Linked DNA regions of Sus scrofa: region 1 is linked to region 2. A link is a contact called in public Hi-C data. All regions are on one chromosome and are shown on one strand. The core of a region is the stretch at or near the end of the contact, and the rest is flanking DNA. Distances in the headings are between cores, read along the strand shown.

Evidence for each region. Hi-C and Micro-C count contacts between places; a contact is called where the count stands out from the background.
Region 1: a contact with region 2 is called in a Hi-C map of mesenteric adipose tissue, with 2.0 times the contacts expected there. The contact joins the enhancer-like site here to the promoter of ADAMTS13 in region 2. A contact is called at or near these places in 10 of 47 Hi-C or Micro-C datasets (embryonic fibroblasts, fetal heart ventricle, fetal skeletal muscle and 7 more).

What each region holds. Positions count from the first base shown.
Region 1 is chr1:273,273,864-273,279,384 of Sscrofa11.1, forward strand. It overlaps SARDH (sarcosine dehydrogenase), which reads right to left. Exons shown (of 21, transcript NM_001253922.1): 9 at 2,533-2,619; 10 at 2,147-2,237. Among named protein-coding and RNA genes, the nearest start is that of SARDH, 18 kb to the right of the region's middle. Within about 2 kb of position 4,223, at least 4 of the 83 cell types and tissues checked have an H3K27ac peak or open chromatin away from gene starts, as enhancers often do. A contact at or near this core is called in mesenteric adipose tissue, where this site is marked.
Region 2 is chr1:273,021,060-273,026,398 of Sscrofa11.1, forward strand. It overlaps ADAMTS13 (A disintegrin and metalloproteinase with thrombospondin motifs 13), which reads left to right and starts at 1,896. Exons shown (of 33, transcript XR_002338121.1): 1 at 1,896-3,266; 2 at 3,593-3,659; 3 at 5,313-5,339. It overlaps REXO4 (RNA exonuclease 4), which reads right to left and starts at 894. Exons shown (of 8, transcript XM_003353698.4): 1 at 496-894. The coding sequence starts at 720.

The DNA.
Region 1 (5,521 bases), core at 2,973-5,472, 260 kb after region 2:
CTAATAGGCATCTCCGCTGGGATGCGGAGAACCCCTCCGGGTCTCCGAAGGGGGTGCTACCACGGGCACCCACGAGACAGCTGCCATGGCCTGGAGGCCACCTGATGCCAGGTCAGCCCCAGGAGCCTCCCACGCAGCCCGGGGTCCAGACGTGCCTTGGACGCGGCCCTGGGCCCTGAGGACCTGGCACATCCCTCCCTGGGCCTGCCCTTGTCGTGTAAGACGAGGGGTGACCCTGGTCAGAGTTCGGCTCTGACCTTCCCAGTGTGTACGCAGGCGACCAGCGCTGCCTGCTTCGGGGGGTGCTCGGCGCCCTCACTTCCTGGCTTTGCCTCTCGCGGGGCCTGTGTCTCATCTGCATCCCCCGCTCAGGGCCAGGGAAGCAGAGCATCTCATTAGCTGAGAGGCCCGGTGCCAGCGGCTGGTCCAGGATGATGGTGGGGAGAGGGAGGGGGGCGCTGGCTGGATGTGGACGCCCCGTCAGTGACCGCTCGGGCCTGGAGGCCAGCAGCCGGTCATCTCTTGGGGTGCACTACCCAGGCCAGGGGGGTGGGCTGACTAGATCGCAGCCCCCGCCCCCACCCACTGGGCCCCAGCCCTCAGGGGCCCCCTCCCCAGACCCCCTGCCTTCCAACCTGTGACCCTAGGCCGGCTGGGCCGTGGCAGAGGCGGGAGCTCTGCCTTCCACCCACAGCCCAGCCACCGGACCCTCCCACTGAAGTGTCAGCTTGTGAGATGGGGGCTCAGACCCCCTGGGAGAGTGGCCCGCAGCCTGACTGCTAAGGCCGGAGGCCAAGTGGGCGATTCTGTCCATCCAGTTCTGGAGCGGGAGCCGAGGGAGGCCAGGGACACAGAGAGCCCTGCAAGGCTGGCAGCCAGCTCCCTGCCCCCCACCTGGCGCACTGGGTGACTTTGGGCCAGTCGCCTCCCGCATGGGCGCCTATTTTGCTGTTTGTACAGAAGGGGATTGGACCGGCCCATCCCTGAGGCCCCGAGCAGCTTTTATCATTTCTGGAACATTCCTCTCTTGGGAGAGCACGTGGGCACAGCCCCAAACAGGCTCTGAAGCGGAGCCAGAACAAACCACGCTGCGCTGGGCACCATGGAGGGGGTGGCAGTGGGGAGCGGGTCTCAGTGTCTGTCTGTCTGTCTCTGTCGGGGCCAGACACCCCCTCCTGTGGATGTCACGGCCTCAGGTCAGGAAGGGACGAGGTTAGCAGAGGAGCGGGGCGCACTGAGCAGAACCAGCGCTGCCCCCCACCCCACCCTGCCCAGCAGCTGGGGTCTCACAGGGAGACTGCCTGCCTCGGGGGCAGGGAGGGCGTCACAGCAGAGCCAGCTGAACACCCACAGAGGCCCCTCCGAGCTGCCACCCTGACCGCCACCTGCAGTGCTGGGGCCACAGAACTGCGCCAGGGACCAGACCCCAGCTCCGCCAATTCCTGCTGATCAGACGCTGCCAGAGGGCGCCTGTATCACTGGCCCAACACACAGAGGGCGGTGGGCAACCGGAACACCTCCCAGCTCTGATATCAGCACCCCCTGCCCCCCAAGCCTCAGCTCGGGTTTGTTTAGTGGTTCCGTGCACAGACCTGATTCTGAGAAGTGATTTACTTCCACGGACCTGCTCCCTGCTGCCGGTGACATTCACAGCACACACCCCCGCCCCGGGGTAAAGGGACAAAGGCTGCTCGGCCAGGGTCGGATTCACTCCAGCTCCTGGTGAGTGAAGGATGCTGCCTGCCCCCCCGACACGCACATGTCCTAGTTGGGACCATCCCAGCTCGGCCCCACCCCCTGGGCAGCCTTGCGGTCCCTCCCACTCCCTGCCCTCAGTGTCCCCATCTGCAAAGTGGGATCATGAGGTCCCGCTGCTGATCCCAGAGCGGTCAGGAGGATCTGGCAGGACCGTGGGACAGGAGATCCTGGACACTGTAAGGCTGTGGATCCATCAAACCCAGAGCCCCCCCGCCCCAAGCACCACCCACCCCCACCGGCAGCCTTTCTCCCTGTCCTTCCTTACTGCCGCCTCTTCCAAGAAGCCCTCTGGCTTTCAGGGAAGGCACTTTCCAAAGAGCCCTCCTTGTTGACCCCGCCTACCCCATCCTAGGGCAGCCCCCTGGCCCCGGGCCCAGCACACACTCGCCTGATGTCGTAGCCGTGCATGTCCTTCTCTGGGCGCCCGTGGACGATCCAGTGGGCCAGCTCCTGCCCACAGCCACCGCCCAGCATCATGCCTGGCAGGAGCGGAGCCACGGGTCTGCGAACCACCCCCCAGGGCCCCGCACCCCAGTTCCAGCCCTTCCCAACCCCAGGGGCAGCATCAGCCCCTCAGCCCTGCGTGTCATGCTGGGGTCCACGTGCCCCCCACGCCGGGACCTCACCCCCTCTTGCAGGCCTGGCCCGTCTCCACCCCTGTCAGGGGCTCCGGTGCCCCTAGACCCAGCCCCCCACCCCAGGGGAGAGGCCAACCCGCCCTCTCTCAGGGGGATGTTGGGGGCCGGGGGGGGGGAGGTGAGGCTGCCCACTCACCTGCGCTGTTGAACCCACAGCCCAGGAAGAACCCGCGGAGCTCGGGCGCCTCCCCCATCAGGGGTTTGTGGTCCGGCGTGAATGACTCTGAAAGGGAGAGAGAGCCCTCAAGCTCCCTTCCAGCCACAGGCTCCTGGGTGGGGTCTCCCAGGAGGGCAGTCACGGAGGCCAGGGTGGGCAAGGGCCTCCTTCCTCCAGACCCCCGCCCTCCTCAAGACCCAGCTCCATGCCGCTTCCTCCAGGGAGCCTCCCTGATTGCTCCTGCCATGTTCCCCAGCTCTTCTGCCCCTACTGCCAGAACTTTCGACCTGAACTGGGTTCTGCCTGGCGGGGCCGCCACTGTCTTGTGATCTTGGCCATTCTCTTGCTGGTGAGCCCCCATCACCATCTTCCGGCTGTGTCCCTGCCGGGCATTCTTGCCCTCTAGGCGCTTGATGCATGTTCGCCAGTGCATGAAGGACTGTTCGATTCTTTGGGAGAGGGGACCAAGCCTTCCGCTCCCATCTGCGGCCAGCCTGCCCCAGGCCGAGGCCAGGGTGGGGAGGGAGAGGGCCCCTCGGGCACAATTATGAAGAGCTGGCCTTTGTAGCCATGGTCGCGGTTCAAACCCGGCTTGACCTGGGCTCAGAGGAGCCTTAGTTTTGCATGTGTCAAGTCGGGAGCCTGGGACTCACCACGCAGGGCTCTGAGTGGGTCCGTCTACAAACTGCGCAGCCCACCTGCGTGAGGCCAGCCCTCGGCCGGGGAGGCAGCTCCAAACCAGACCAGTGCCACCCTGGGGGGGCTGACGGGAGGGTGGGGGCCTCAGACACATGTGTCAATAAGCAAAAAACAGGTGTCTGGGAAGAAAGCACAATGGACTAAGGGCTCTGGCGGGACGGGAGGGTGGCCGCTCCTGGCCGCCACCCTGGCGCCATCAGTCCCCCGGGTCACAGATGAGGTGGCCGCGCTGCACGGGGTCTCAGTCGCCCCAGCCGGGTCCTTAGCCTTGTGCACGCAGGTCACAAGCGCAGACGGGCCGACCCCGGGCTCTGCTCTTGTGTCTCTGAGCTGAGGGAGGCCGGCCAGCCCCTACGACCCTGGAAGTTCCAAAGATCTCGGCTTCCCTCGACCCCCCAGGGCAGAGAGGCTGCAGGGGAGGGTGGGGAGGGGTGGGAGAGGAGGGCAGGGCCCAGGGGCAGGGCCTCGGAGGCCCCAGGAGGGGAGGGAGCCCCCTGAGAAAGTGGCAGGAGCTTCCCGGAGGGGAGGGAGTTGGCTCTGCGAGGGGCTGGGGGAGGCCAAGAGGGCCCAGATGGGGTGAGAGGCTGTGGCCGCGGCTTGGGGGAGGTGAGAGCCAGCGGAAAGCAGGGGAGGCTGTGGTTTTGTTCGGGGATGGCCCAGTGAGCCCTTGGGGCTTGGGGCGAGATGGACTTGTTTCCAGGAAGTTCTGAACAGGCCCCCCCACCCCAGGAATTTGAGGAGCACGCTGGCAGGAGGGGGGTTTGGGGGGCGAGGGTGGTTGGATTTTTAACAAATGACTCAAGAGGATGCAGCACCGAAGGGGGGGCCCCCACCTGGGCTCTGACTGACCGACCTCAGAACGAGAGGTCCGAGGTCCGCCTGCCCCCAGCTTCCCTGCAGTCAAGGGGGCCTGGGACTGCCCTGTCCTGTCCTGGAGGCCGAGGGCCATTGACCGGCTCGTCCTCCCTGGTGAGAAGTCCTGACGTCCCCTACAGCCGGGAAACCAGGCCCAAGCTGCCCCAGTGGGCGTCACGGGCCATGGCCCTCCGTCTAATTAAGACGAGTTTGCTCCCGGGTTATTGGCACTCCCGGGATTTCTGCAGGCCTGGGTTTCTCACTCTCAGTCCCACGCCAGCCCCGGGAAGCTGCTGGGGCCTCTAGTCATCGGCCCAAGCCCGCAGCCTGGCCCCCCAAGTCCCCTGTGGCTGTCGGGGAGCTCCATCTGCTTCCCCCAGGAAAGCTCCCTTCTCACCAAAGGCTCCTTCACGAACCGAACAGATGAAAGCAGCAGGGGCGGGCAGCTGTGTAGACGCCAAGTGCACCGGGAAGGAGGGGGCTGGACACCCCGGCAGGCCACAGACTGGGTGTCGGGGCCTCCCCTCCCCTGGCCTGGCCTGCCCCTCACCCCGCCTCGGACAGTGGGAGAGGCTTTGCCCCCCCCCCCCGTGGGTTCCCGCCGCATGAGCTCTGCCCGGCCCCCAACAGGCGCCCTGCTCCTCGCAGGCCGGGCGCAGGGCAGGTGCTTGGCATTCGGGAGCTGAGTGGACGTGGTATGAGCTCCTTCACACCAAAGCCCCCTTATGTTGCCCCTGGGCTTGCAGTCTTATTCTGGAATCTTCTTCGTCTGCACACAGCCCTTGAGACCCAGCTCAGACTGCTGGCTCCTCACTGCCCACCAGGATCCCTTAGTGCCCTGGGCAAAGCCCACGATGGCTCTGTCCCAGGGTGGATTCTTGGAGCAGTCACCTCTCCCTGAGCTGTGAGCAACTTGCGTGGGGACGGAGTCTAGCCTGGCCAGCGGGCCTCGCGAGAATAAACTAGAGGCCTTAGCGGATGCTTCAGCTCTGGGGTCCGAGCCTTCCCCTGCTGGTGCTCCAACCACCTGAGCACTGGCCTGCGGGGCAGGGGCAGGGGCAGGGGCAGTGCATGGCCAGCCAGGCCGCTTTGTTCATGGCCTTCCGCTCCAGCCTCCTTCAGCTCTGCTTGCCCGGGGTGCGGGGGGCGGCTTAGGCCTGTCCACACTGTGTGGGTGTGAGACCCTGTCGGCCTGGCTGCCGAGGCCGGAGAGCAGAGGGGGGAGGCCCATCCGGAACTGGGGTCGGAAGCCCTGTGAGCATGGCCCCAGGATGGGGCTTGGCCTCCTCTCCTCGCTCAGCCTCACAGGGACCTGGCGGGGAGGCGGGGGGCTCATCCCATCTTACAGACGGCCACACCAAGTGCCAGGGACAATAACGGGGGACTGAGGCCGGGAGGGGACATCAGGAGGGGC
Region 2 (5,339 bases), core at 646-3,145:
CACAGGGAGCAGCACTTAGCAGACAGAAACCTGGCCCTAACTTTGGGCCACTGATGCGGAGAAAGGCAGCAAGTACCACGTGACATTCAGAACAGGGACTTGGGCATCTGACTCCTGGCTCCACTGGCCCAGCTGCAGTCCTGGACAATTTACTTAACGTTTCTGGCTCTCTCATCTGTAAGATGGAGAGGAACGACCAAGGCCTCTACCTCACCGTGTCCCTGCGCCTGGTGAAATAAGAACACACGTGGATCACCCAGCAGCGACTGCACGTTTTAAGAGCTCAGCACCTGGAGGCAGCTGTCATCTATTAAAGACCCGGAGTGTTGCTAGAATCCTCCGGCCCAGGTTCCCGCTCTGCTCTCGCCCCGAGCTCGCCACCGCCTGTGAAAGACTCCGAGCACCGACACAGCGCTCCCTCCGGCCTGCCTCCGCAGCTCCCGGGGCCCCGCAAGCCCTTCTCCTTCTCTCCACTCGGGGAGGCCCTGCCCTTACCTCCCGCAGAACCTTCCAGTTTTGGGAAAAGTCCTCTGGTGCCTTTGGAGGCCGCACCGCGACCCCTCTGGGGTCGTTCCCCGGCTTCGTGCTCGCTTCTCGGGCTTTGTTCTTCCAGAACCTTTTCTTTCTGTTTTTCTTCCGACTCGGCTTCTTGACGAGCCCGGGCTCAGGCGCCGGGTCGCCCGGGGCGCGCTCGGGGGCCAGCATCCTCGCCTTCGCCATCGCGGCACCGACCCGGCCCCCGCGCCCATCCACGGCGGCGCCGCCGCGGCCCCGGAGCCGGGCTCTGCCCGCCGAGCACGGGCCCCGCCGCCCCTAACTCGCCGGCCCGGGGAAAAAACACCAGCGCTCCAGACCCCGGAAGCCGCCCCGCGCGCGTCTCCGCACGTGCGTCCCGGTCCCCGGAAGCGCTCGTCTCTCCGAGGCCGGCTGGAAACCCGGCCCTCGCCGCTGGTTCCGCGCGGCCGGGAGCGGGGCGGAGCTCTCGGTCCCCCAGAGGAAAACGGCCGCCAGCCCGGTCGGCGGCCCGGGATCAGGTTGGGGTAAGCGCGGGAACGCACCGAGAGCCCACGCGGGGCAGAGAAACGCGAGCGCCGGAAGGGACCGAGGGGGCCGCCGTCGTTGTAGCGCCGCTGCTGGGCCGGCGCAGCACTGGCGCAGGCGGCCGCCAGGGGGCGCTGGGCGGCCGGGCCTGGAGCGCCGGAGGCGGAGCCCAGACTCCCCCGGCTTTGCGACGGGAGACGGAGGCTCAGGGATGAAAGGGGGTCCCCAGGTCGCCCAGCCTGCTTTACCAAAGCCATAGGGCTGCCATTTCCCATAACAAAAACGAAGCATTGCATTTAGCGTTCTCTGTTATTTTAACTCACGAGCACACCTGCCTGGCCCTGACTGTACCTCGTAAATAACCTACATTAGACCTCTGCACCCCGAAGCTTCGGTTCCGGTCTCTGTATGTGCCTGGGAGCCTCTGGGGAAATACAGGTACTAAGTCAACAATCTTGGAGAGCAGTAACTACAATCAAGATGATAAAATGAGGTGCTGGGTTATGAGGCCCCCAAACAAGATGCAAGATGCCCAGAAAAACAGGAATTTCAGATAAAGTCTACTTTTTATAAATATGTTTCATATAATAGCTGCAGTATTGGGGGCATACTTAACACACACACACACACACACACAAAATCCGGAGAGTTCCTGTTGTGGCACAGAGGAAACGAATCCGCTAGTGTACCTGAGGATATGGGTTTGATCCCTGGCCTTGCTCTGTGGGATAAGGATCCAGCGCTGCCGTGAGCTGTGGTGTAGGTCACAGATGCAGCTCGAATCTCCTGTTGCTGTGGCTGTGGTGGAGGCTGGCAGCTGTAGCTCCAATTGGACCCATAGCCTGGGAACTTCCACATGCTGCAGGTGCGGCTCTAAAAAGGAAAAAAAAAAAAAATCCATTGTTTATCTGAAATTCAAATTTCACTACTGTCCTGATTTTTGTCTTCTAAATGTGGTACCTTCTCTCCCTGGAATGGGTGGGGCACTTAGATGGTGCCTAGAAGGAGGTGCCATTTGAGCTGAAACTCGATTGAGCAGACCAGCGGCCAGAGGGAACAGCAAAGCATTGGATGTATTTGAGGCATGAAAGGCAGGCTGGTGGGGCTACAGGTCTTTGGGCACAGGGGGGAGGGATGGGGAGGCAGGCAGAGGGCCGGACAGGGGCCAAACCTTGGATTATAGGGCCTCTGAGGCTCAGGATGGAGTTTGGACCTTTTCTTCTAAGGAGAAAGGGGAGCTATGGATTGTTTTGAAGAGGGGGAGTGATGAAATGGGATGGGGGGGTGGGAGAGAGGGAGAGCAGGCAGCCCTGTTGGGAGCCCATTCCAGTTGCCCAGGCCAGCGAGGAGCAGCCTGGATTGGGGCCACGTGTCGGTTTGGGTCTGTGGGAAGCGGTTCCAGGGATGGAGTTGGGAAGGCACGCCTTTAGTTGGGGTGGAATGCCTGCGGGAGGTAAAGGGCGGGGCAGGGAGTGCCTCACACCTACTGACCCTGAGGCTGCAAAGTGGGCCGGCCCAGGTGGATGGGCAGGTGCGTCTTCCCTGGTACCCAGCCTGAGGAGGGGGCTGAGGCAGGCAGGGACCAAGGCCGATTCTCACCCCCACCCCCACCCCCACCCCATTAGCCATCCACTAAGATGGGAGAGGCACCCCGAAGGTGGGAGAGAGTTGTATGAATCTTACAAGTGGAGCGGACCTCGGGTGGCCTGTGATGCTGAGCGCAGTGGATGCCCCCAGCCGGGTTCTGTGACTGGCACAGACCAGGCAATCGCGGAGCGGGAGGGAGTGAGGACAGGAGACTGGAGACACAGATCCTGGGGAGCAGGGTTCCCAGAGAGCAGGCGGGGCGGTGCCTCAGACTGAGCCAGGGTACTCCCACATGGGTGATGAATCCCCTCCCCCGCTCCGGGCTCCCAGGCGCAGGACTGCAGCTCTGAGCCAAGGCCAGGTTGCGGCAGGAGGAGCCTGCAGGCCGCCCAGCCCCGTGGCCCCTGCCCTGGGAGGAAGTGCCGCGAATAAACACTGCCTAACCGTCCAGCGCAGCGGGTCTGTCACACTCCTGCCGCCGACCAGATCTCAGCCGCCAGGCTCTCCCGCCCCCCGCCGGGCCAGCAGGCTTTCTGAGGATGAGGGTGAGAGACCTTCGCCTCCGGGGGCGATGCGTGCGAGGAATCCTCACGTCTCTCTTCCTCCTGGGCTGCTGGGGGCTCTCCCGTTTCCCGCAGGTGGGTGGATCCACGGATGCGGTGCCAGGCCCCTGGGAGAGGAGGGGGCTGCCCAACAACCCTTGGGTGGAAGGGGAGCAAAGCTGAACTTGGACTTCAGGGGACTGAGTGGGCTCACTGGACAGGGGGTTGGCCTAGCGCCGTCCCCTGGGCCGGCAAAGAGCAGACACCGTCTGTGGTCTACGCGGACAAAGACGCGAGTGGCCGGCCTGCCTTCGCATCCTGGGGCGCATCTCTCCCCACTCCCCTCTGCCCCCTCCTGGCCTTGTCCCTCTCCCACCTCCCCCTCTCCCTCACCTCCCCTGCTCATCTGCTCTGGCTTCCAGCTATTTCTTCAGGCTTTGGAGCCGGAGGAAGTGACTGCTTACCTTGGCCCTGCTGCCGCCTTGGAAGGTACCTGTCCTGGCATCGTCCTTGCAAAGGGAGTGTCTCAGCGCCTGGGGCATCTCACCACTGGGTCAGGGGGCTTGGCTCCTGGGTGGCTCTGTTGGGAGGAGGTCAGAGCCGTCGCTGGCGTCGTCGTTGCCCCGCTAATGAATTCCATTACTTCTTGCCAAGTCGATAAGACTTGGTCTGGGTGTTCTGGGCTGAGCTGGGGCTCTGACCCCGGGGTTCTGCTCAGTATCTCCAAGGAACAGTCACTAATTAGCTGGGCCTCCTTTGGGCTGACTGATTTTCAGGAACTCTTGCGGTTTCTGGCCGGGGCTGTAAATATTTATCTCTTCTGTGAGCGACGAGATGGGCGCTCGGGTCCAGCTCCAGCCAAAGCCTTTTCCTGTCACTCGTGGGCCATGTCTGTGGACTCTTCCGTGGCGCCAGCCCCCTTTCCCAGCAGGGCCATTGGTGAACTTGATCCAAAGGCTGGTGGGGACGGGAGCAGGGCGGGCTAGTGGTCAGGGTCGAGAAAATCGGGGATGTCCCACTGGTGGCTGGTTTCTTTGTGGTCCGTGTCAGATACACACTGACTGATGCCAGGGGCCGTAATGGGGCGGGCAGTGCTGGAGGCCGGTGGCTGATCGTGGGGTCTGGGGGCTGGGAACGTGTCTATCTCATCTTCCAGGTCCCCGAAGCGCTAGGAGACCACAGCCTGGGGTCCCCAAGGCTCTGGGGGCCACCTTGGGGTGAGGGGGAGGAGGGCGGGGTCGGCCCTGGGCGCCTGCTTTCCACTGAGGCTTGCACCTGCCTCACCTGTCGGGGTTCAAGCCGTTCCCCCGTGTAACAGGTGTTGCAAGGCGAGGCTGCTGTGCCGAGCTCTGGTCGGGTTCCCCAGCATCGAGCTGGGAGGAGGTGGACTTAAACCCAGACTCCGGGCTCTAGGCCAGGCCTCCTCCCCACCGATTCTCCCCAAAGGGGAACGTGTCTGCTTTGGGGGCAGGTAGACCTCCCGCCTCTGAGCGGCCCTGCACAGTTTGCAAGCTCATTCACAGTCCCGTGGCTTGAGCCTTGGCCCTAGGTCGGGGGTCACTGATGGTTCCCACGCTCTGGGTGGGAACCTGAAGCCCCAAAGATGAGAACTGCCTGCCACGGGCCTGCAGGATGGCTCCGGGGCTGGGCTGGATGGGGCTTTGGTGCGACCAGAAGGACATAAAGCCACGCAATAGCTCCCTCCTGGGCCTTGTGCTGCTCTGAAGCACCTAGTCAGCACTGGGACCCGGGCCGAGGGGTAGGATGAAATGTCCCCCCACCCCCCGCCCCGCCCAAGGTGGCTGTCCGGGCCATCAGTCATATCAGTCGCCCCATGGGTGACATGCCAGAGCTGGGGACCGCTCACTCTCTGAGAGCCTGGTTGTCCAAGGAGTCGAGAAGGCCACCCTGCATCCGTTCGTGGGTGTCTGAGGATCTGCGGGCACCGAGAGCCCAGCTCCAAGTGGGCCAGGGCGGAAGTGCCCCACCCGGCTCCCCTGTGTGTGGGGTGCGGGGCAGGGCAGGCCCCCTCAGGCTCCCCACCTCCCCTGTGACAAAGCTGGGGCTTGGGCCACTGTGATTCCAGGCTCAGGAGCCAAGGGTGATGGAGGGGCCTGGCCCCACCTCTGGCCTGCTTTCCAGGACCCTCGCCGTCAGCCTCGCCACCCA